Linked DNA regions of Sus scrofa: regions 1 and 2 are each linked to region 3. Evidence: chromatin contacts called from public promoter capture Hi-C data. All regions are on one chromosome and are shown on one strand. The core of a region is the stretch at or near the end of the contact, and the rest is flanking DNA. Distances in the headings are between cores, read along the strand shown.

The links. Promoter capture Hi-C pulls out the DNA fragments that hold promoters and counts their contacts.
Region 1: a promoter capture Hi-C map of liver shows a contact between it and region 3, with 5 times the contacts expected there. The contact joins the promoter of SUMF1 here to the promoter of ARL8B in region 3. A contact is called at or near these places in 1 of 5 promoter capture datasets (liver) and 1 of 2 datasets of contacts at active chromatin or transcription factors (alveolar macrophages).
Region 2: a promoter capture Hi-C map of liver shows a contact between it and region 3, with 4 times the contacts expected there. The contact joins the promoter of ITPR1 here to the promoter of ARL8B in region 3. A contact is called at or near these places in 1 of 5 promoter capture datasets (liver) and 2 of 2 datasets of contacts at active chromatin or transcription factors (alveolar macrophages and skeletal muscle).

The regions. Positions count from the first base shown.
Region 1 is chr13:61,035,919-61,038,618 of Sscrofa11.1, reverse strand. It overlaps SUMF1 (sulfatase modifying factor 1), which reads left to right and starts at 1,331. Exons shown (of 9, transcript NM_001244932.1): 1 at 1,331-1,618. The coding sequence starts at 1,349.
Region 2 is chr13:61,066,702-61,069,401 of Sscrofa11.1, reverse strand. It overlaps ITPR1 (inositol 1,4,5-trisphosphate receptor type 1), which reads right to left and starts at 1,271. Exons shown (of 59, transcript XM_021069282.1): 1 at 1,019-1,271; 2 at 103-178.
Region 3 is chr13:61,639,388-61,642,087 of Sscrofa11.1, reverse strand. It overlaps ARL8B (ADP ribosylation factor like GTPase 8B), which reads right to left and starts at 1,405. Exons shown (of 8, transcript NM_001252214.1): 1 at 1,121-1,405. The coding sequence starts at 1,243.

The DNA of each region.
Region 1 (2,700 bases), core at 82-2,581, 600 kb after region 3:
GAAGGGATTCTTTTAAAAAACATAACCACAAATACCATTATCACTCCTAACCCCCCTAAAAAAACTGATAGTAAGTCTTCATTTTATAAAATATTGTAATTTTATTTAGGTGAGCACTTCACTTAAATGGCCCTAGGTGTGACCCTAAAAGTTTATCAAATTTTTAAATTTTATTTTTAGGCAACCTAAAAATTTTGTGATCAGCAAGTTCGACATAGTAGATAAGATTCGTATACACTGCAACTGGGTGAGATTTTATTTTTAATCTCTACATCCCTTCCTTTTCTGGTTTTTGTTTTGCCTTTTTTTTTTTTTTTTTTCTCTGAAGACATTGGGTCATACAAAACAGGGGTCCTCAAACTTCAGTATGCTTTAGAATCATCTGGAGAACTTGTGAAAAGTACAGATTCTGATTAAGTATTATATTTCTAACAAGTTCCTAGCTGATGCTGATGCTGCTGGTCCAGGACAACACTTTGAGGGCCACTGCTGTCCAAATCCCACAGTCTGGATTTCTCTGTATCCCTTGGTGAGTGGTTTTCAACATGTTCATCTTCCATTTTCCTGTTAAGGGAAGGTTAGGGAATTGCCTACATTGCAGCCTAATAGTTTAAAACTCAGGGTTTGGGAGTTCCTGTTGTGGCTCAGTGGTTAAGGAACTCGACTATTACCCATGAGGATGCAGGTTCGATCCCTGGACTCGCTCAGAGGGTTAAGGATCCTGTGTTGCTGGTAACTGTGGTGTAGGTCACAGCCACAACTCGGACCTTGCACTGCTGTGGCATGGGCCGGAGGCTACAGCTCCAATTGAAGCCCCAGCCTAGAAACCTCCATATTCCTCCGGTGCGACCCTAAAAAGGCACCCCCCACAAGAACCACCCCCCCAAAAAAACCACTCAGGGTTTAAATGTATTGTTGGAGACCCTGTGCGGCTGAGTTTCAATCTCATTTTTTGACATTTATTTGCCATGTGATCTTGGCACAGATCACTTAATTGTTCTGTGAACCCAATATTCAGGGTCCTTGTGAGGATTAAATGAGATTTCAAAAAGTGAACTGCTCACCTAGCATTGGTTCCTGGCACATAGCTAATGTTCAACACACTCGATTATAACTTTTCAACCAAGAAATAATAATGCGGCACACAGTCTGCGGAAGGCCATGACTTTTTGAGTTTTGTTGTGTTTTTAAGTCAGCAGAGGCAAAGAGGAGGGCTCTAAAGGAAAGGTACCTGGAGAGAATTATACAAAGGGCAGCTCTCAAGGCCAGGTAAATCAGCCTAGGTTTTGGGCCCTTTAAGGAGGGCGGGGCCACGTGACCCACAGGGTCACATGGCTCGCGGGACAACATGGCTGCGCCCGCGCTAGGGCCAGCTCAAGGAAGCTTCGCTGGACTCGGTCTCGTCCTTTTGCTGCCGCTGCTCTTGCTGCTGGGCGGAGTGGCAGGAGGCGAAGAAGCCGAGGCTGGGGCTGGTGCGGCGTCCCTCGCGGGCTCGTGCGGTTGTGGCGCTCCCCAGCGGCACGGGGCCTATGGCAGCTCAGCGGCCGCGCAGCAGTACTCGCGGGAGGCGAACGCCCCGGGCCCGGTCCCTAGAGAGCGGCAGTTCCCGCTCACGAAGGTGCTTTTTGGACTCCCTGACAACGGGGGGAGTCGCCGGGTTCTTTCACAGGCTTGGGATGGGTAAAGCAAGGGCTCGGAGGAAGGCGAGTAAAGATTATAATCACACTTCAAATCGCACACCTTGGTGAGGAGTTTTTCCTCCTCTCCTTGGCGCACAATTTGATGAGTTCTTCCTCCTTGACCTCTAAAATGGCTGGGCCTCGGGGCTCTGTGTAATTTTTGGAGTTAGGAATTTAGTGTTAGGATAGTTGTCTCTTCTTACCTCTTATCTACTGCATCCTCCTCCATCCACCCTTTCCTCCCCATGAGGTTCTCAGAGTTAAGTCAGATAGCTATGGGTTTAAGTCTTGAGTACCTCTCGTTAACTGTGAAGGAGTTAGGACACTGGGTCTCAGTGTCTCTGACATTGCTGTATGCTTATCGGTAGTCTTTTGTAGCAGACTCTGGTTCCTCAGGACAGGGACTTATTTATTTATCCTTATTTATCCTCCTGTCCCTAGCACGTGGGAAGGACTAAGTAAACAGTAGTTGCTTTATTACTATTATTTATCTATACCATCCAGTGCCTGGATGTATTATGACTAGGATGTGTATATAATAACATTAATAGTAACTACTACTTATTTCACACTATATTCTGGGTATTTTGCGTATAGGTGTGGTTGTGGAAACAACTTAGATCTTATGACTCCTAAAGAAGTGCTCCTTCTTTTTGGTCTTTTTTTGCCTTTTCTAAGGCCACTCCCTTGGCATATGGAGGTTCCCAGGCAAGGGGTCTAATCGGAGTTGTAGCTGTCCACGGACACCACAGCCAGAGCAACTCCAGATCCCAGCCGCATCTGTGACCTACACCACAGCTCACGGCAACGACGAATCCTTAACCCACTGAGGGAGGCCAGGGATTGAACCCGCAACCTCGTGGTTCCTAGTCAGATATGTTAACCACTGAACCAGTACGGGAACTCCTGGTCTTTTTTTTTTATGCTAGTACATCCTTTCTTTTTTTTTTTTTTTGGTCTTTTTGTTATTTCATGGGCCGCTGCCGTGGCATATGGAGGTTCCCAGGCCAGGGGTCGAATC
Region 2 (2,700 bases), core at 22-2,521, 570 kb after region 3:
TTTCTTTCCTGCTCCCCTTCTCCATGGCTCTTTAGAGAGAACTTAAAATAGGCTAGGACAAAAACTTATTATGGACTACAGCTCTAAGGCTTCCACACTTACCTGACCCAGGTCAGGCACTCTGTTGCCAAAACACGCCCAGCCAGGGGTGCGAGTCCTGTTCCTCTGTAGTCAGCTCCTGCATATTAAGAAAGAAGACTGAATATAAGATTGGCTGATGATGAGTCCCTAATAGAAATTCTCAAATTCCACACTTCCACTTTCTTTAGGCTCTTTCCTGGAGGGACAAACCCCCTCCCACCTACATACACACACACAGGGCCACCGCCACCGCCAAATTTGACGGGTGTGTTGGTGGGATCAAGAGGTGAAGGTTACAGGTAACTTCGCCTATTTGTTTCTAATATGTAACTGATAAGTGAGACTAGGAACGCACAAACTTCCAGTGTGCCGGGAAGATCTGAGACTAAGGGAAGTGTTTGGCAGATCCCAAAGCACTTGTTTCCCGGAGCGAAGGCCAAGTATCTGAAGCCCGCATCCTCATCGGGCGTGAGCTTCGTCCACACTTGGTCCTTCACCGCTCCTCGGGTTTTCTTCCGTTTTTTAAAACCCTCTTCACCGGGACCCCCAAATGCATTATTCTCCCAACCATGCAGCACGAGGGAGGGCTACATTTTAAGAAAGATTATTTCCTTGAGCGGACTCACAGAGGACATCCCCACGCCCCCCCCCCCAAAAAAAAAAAAACTATTTCCTGCAGCTGCTGCAACAGTTTCCAACTTGGGGGAATGCCATTCCAATCCAGAATGGGTAGTCCTCAAAGCCAGGCGATGGAGTTGAGAATTTTTTTTTTAACCTCAAATGAACCCCCCCCCAAAACGTCCTCAGTAAAAGAACCCCCAAATGCACGCAAGTGCATGCAAATCCACCAAGAACTACCAAAAAGCGAGGCAAAAACTTCTGCGCCCGGGGGGACAGTACCAACTCCCCGCGCCCTCCGCCCGGCCCCAACCTCTACCTTGGTGCCCGGGGAGCCACGCCGGTTTGGGGGAGCAGGGCGAGGAGAGGGGTTAGCGGCTGCTGGGTAATCCCATGTCCGCGAAGAGGGAGCTCGTTCCGTTAGGATGGAAGCGGAACACCCACACCTCCTCTCGGCGTGCGCTTTCTCTCTCTCCACCCTCTGCCTCCTCCTCCACCACCACCACCTCCTCCTCCTCTCCTCCCACCCCAGCAAGCTTGAGGAAACGCTTCAGCAGCACATCCACATGGTTACTGCACTTTGAAGCGGCTCCTGGCAGCTTATATAGGCCGGGAAGCTCCCTGGGCAATGTAGTCCGAGCCCAGGGTCGTGGCGGCGCCTGGGGCCGCGGTGACGAACTACAAGTCCCAGAATCCCATGGGCTACCGGGCTGAGCTCTAAATAGACGCGCGCGGGGACAGGGAGGGGCGTCCTGCCCCGCGCCGAGGCTTCAAACCCGGTTCAGTGCTGGGAGCTGGCTGGACTTGGAGACGGCGACCCAAAACTACCCCTGGAGGGCGCCCCCAACCCTTGGGGACGCTCCTCCTTTGGCTGTCCCCTTTCCCTAGAATCCAGGTGTCCCTGGTAGCAAGGGGCGAGAGGAGCTCGGATTTCTGCTTTGGGAAGTTTTTACAAGCTGTTACCCACCCTCCCCCCGCTTTGAGTACCAGAGCCAAGAATTTCAGAAATCCAGGGCACGAAAAAGCCAGTGTTTGCGGTCAAGGATTAAAGGCGCGAGGTTGTCTTTATTTAATCTGCTCCGCCCGGTTCGGGTTTGCACAGAAAATTAAGTCTGGGAGCAACACTAGCAGGGACGCTGGCAAGTGGCTAGAGAGCACTTTCCTGAACCCGAACTGCATGTGTCTTTCCTCGCCCCGCAGGAGGTATAGAAACTTAAGCCTCTCGGTGTACAAATAAAGGAACCGAGTTTTGACTTGCCAGGGCTGGGATTGGGAAGCAGAAAATAAATACAAACCGCGACCTCGGTCCTGACCCTGCTTCTAGCAGCCCCTCTGCTCCTGGGAGCTGTAAATGCTTAAGTAAATAAACCGCAAACCAGAAAAACAAGGGCTTTGGAATGAGTAGCTTACACAAAGATGCGCGTTCAGGCGGGGTGCCCTCCAGCAGCTCCCACAGGGGCTTCGGGGGCAAGATGGGTTTCAGCTCACTGCTCAGGAGAGCCTGGACGTCCCGGGTTACAATCTGCTTCAGACTCTGGTTTTTGGAAGAAGGGCAGAAGCTAAGTTCGGAGGCCAAGTCTGCCAGATGCCCTCCCTGCCTCAGACGATGTGCGTTCATTGCAGAAACGTTTCCTGAGAATCTACTGGGTGCCAGGCACTGGGGCATGGTAGTGAGCCAAAACCACATCATAGAATTCCGAACAGACACAGCTTGCCACCGCATAGATCTGCTGCAACAACAATGGTAATAATAATTAGGCAGATTTTATTGAGTCCAGACCACATGCACTTTTCATGCTTAAAGCTGTTAAGTTTTAACAACCGTAGGCATATGTATTATCCCTATTTGACAAACGAGGGCTCAAAGAAATCAGGTAACTTCCCAAGATGACACCATAATTTAAGTAGTGCAGCCTGGATTTCAATTCCAGTCTATAAATGTACCAAGTCCTTGTCTTTGGGGAAATCCATCACCACTGCCTTAAACAGCCTCCCTCCGCA
Region 3 (2,700 bases), core at 156-2,655:
GCACAAGCCCCTATCAGCGAAGACTGAGTCACAGGAACTCCTGGGCTCTAAATAAAGATTGAGGAGACTCTGTCGCGCTTATTCCTTCCCCAGCCAACCAAACAGGCAAAATTTAATCATCCTCTTTCCCCTCAACCACTGCTGAACAAACACCACATAGTATAGAGGTTCGCAGGGCAATTTCCCCTCCCAGATACCCATTCCCTGGGCGTCGAATAAACTCTGTTCCCATCCAGTCCCTTTCTCTCTCTTCAGTTAAGAAACACCATCACAAAACACCAACTCCTCTTTTTCAAAGTAGTTAACTTTACGCTGCCTGCAGATCCGTCTTATCCCGTACGTGAGAACTCTAGAAAAGCAGAGATTCCCCCAACTCCTTGATTTAATAAAAGCTGTACACTTGTAAGTCAACTGTACTTCAATTTAGAAATAAATGATAAATAAAATAAAAGCTGTCCACCACTGGGAAATGTCTCTCCCCAGCTTCCACCCGCCAGCGCAGCGCAATCAACTGGATCTTGGCCCCTAGGGGAACCGGTGAAAGCCAGTAACCGAATTACAGGGGACGGGCTGCCCACAGAATTCAGGAAGAAGCCCACACTGGTCCCGCGCGTTCCTCACAATGGGGCTCCTCGTCCCGAGTGGCTAGTTGAGAAAGGATCTCAATTTGTATGCATGCCTTCTCACGGAACAGCGAAACTCGCCACATCCCACCCTTCGGGAAAGTGACAAGCTGGAGTTAACCCTTCCGCCGCCCCTACAGATCAAACCCTAAGGAAACCCCCATCCCCCAAAGCGCCTTAAACACAAGTCCAATTCTAACCTTTCCAAGCCCAGGCGCCGATGAGGACGCGACGCTTCGAAGATGACCAAATGGAATTAACCCTTCAGCTGCCGACCCCAACACTCCACTTCATCTACCAACACGCGGGAAAACTCTAAATCTTGGCCCTCGGGGAGGTGACAGGCACGGCGTGCGCTGCACCGCACCCCACCCCCCCGCCGCCCCACATTACCTAGAGCTCCGCCGCGCGGAGGGGACCCCAGGACAGGCCCTTGGGCGGCTGCCGGGCGGACTCGCGGGCTTCTGCGCCCCGGGCGGGTTAGCAAGAGCACTCACCGCGATGACATTGACGAAAGTGGTCTTGCCCGAGTACTGCAGCCCCACGAGCGTCAGCTCCATCTCCTCCTTCCAAAAGAGCGAGCGGAACCAGTCCAGCAGGCGGGAGATGAGCGCCAGCATGATGGCGGTCGGGAGGGAAGACTGATGGGCAAGCGGGTGGGCAGCTGCGGCGACGAACTCCACACGAGCGGGCCTTGGCCCGGACCCCCCGCAACGGCTCCTCGGGGCCCCGGCGCGACGCTGGCGGACACAGGCGGGCGGCGACAGCAGAAGCCAGGAAGCCGAGCAGGTCATATGACTCGCCCTACCCCCAACGCGCGTCCCGGCGCCGCTGTAGGCATACACGGCAAGAGCGGCGGGGCCCGCAAGGCCAGGCGCGTGCGCCGCCTGCAGCGCCACCTGCTGAGACCTCCGCGCAGCAACGCCCTCCGGCCTTGGGCTCCCTTTCTACCACCCTCCTTAGCTAATTAATGCAGGTCAATTCACCACTCATTCTCTCTGTGATTGTTTATTTACAGTTAGCTACATGCAGAAAGACTTCACGACTTTGGAGGATTCAACACGAAAATCCCTGTCCTACAGAGCAAAAGATGGAAGCCACAAGTGTTTATCAGTAGGGAAGTGATTAAATAAACTCTGGTAAGTTCTCAAAAGGGACTAATTTAACAGCTATTAAAAAAAAAATAAAAATGAGGACTTCGCGTCATGGCGCAGTGGAAACAAATCCGACTAGGAACCATGAGGTTGCGGGTTGGATCCATGGCCTTGCTCAGAGATTTAAGGATCTGGTGTTGCTGTGAGCTGTGGTGTAAGTTGTAGACTTGGTTGGGAGCCTGTGTTGCGTTGCTGTGGCAGAGGCCCGCAGCTACAGCTCCGATTCAACCCCTAGACTCGGAACCTCCATATGTCACAGGTGCAGCCCTAAAAAGCAAAAAAAAAAAAAAAAAAAAAAGAATGATAAGCAGTGCTTCCTTGCCTGCCCGTTTGTACCTCCCACAAGCGTCATATCATAGTAAATCTATTTCTTGCCTATCAATAAATAAATAATAAAAATTTAAAAAGAATGAGAAAGTTCTGTATAAACTGATAAGAAATAATGTCCAGGAAATATTTTAAAGGAACATGAATGCAAGATGTCAACTATATATTAAATGACACTTTGGGTATAAGATGAAAAACAACAATATACATGTATATGTACAAATACATATATCTTTGCATAAAGAAATATTCAAAAACTAATAAAAATGATTTTATGGGGGGAAGGGGAAACTGGATGGTCATAGGCAGGAATGGAATGAGAAGTCTCTGAATATCTTTTATATAGTTTTCACTTTCAACCATGTAAATGAGTTGCCTGTTCAAAAGTTTAATTTAATTAAAAATTACATTAAAATATCTGCAAGGCTTTCAAATTAAAAGAAAATTCCTTCCCTGAGGAGCTTACATTCCAGATAAGTAAAAGATATAATACCATGCATACAACAAAGTGATTCAGTTTTATATATATACATATGTATGTGTATATATATATTATTCAGATTCTTGTAAATCAACTGTACTTCAATAAAAAATAA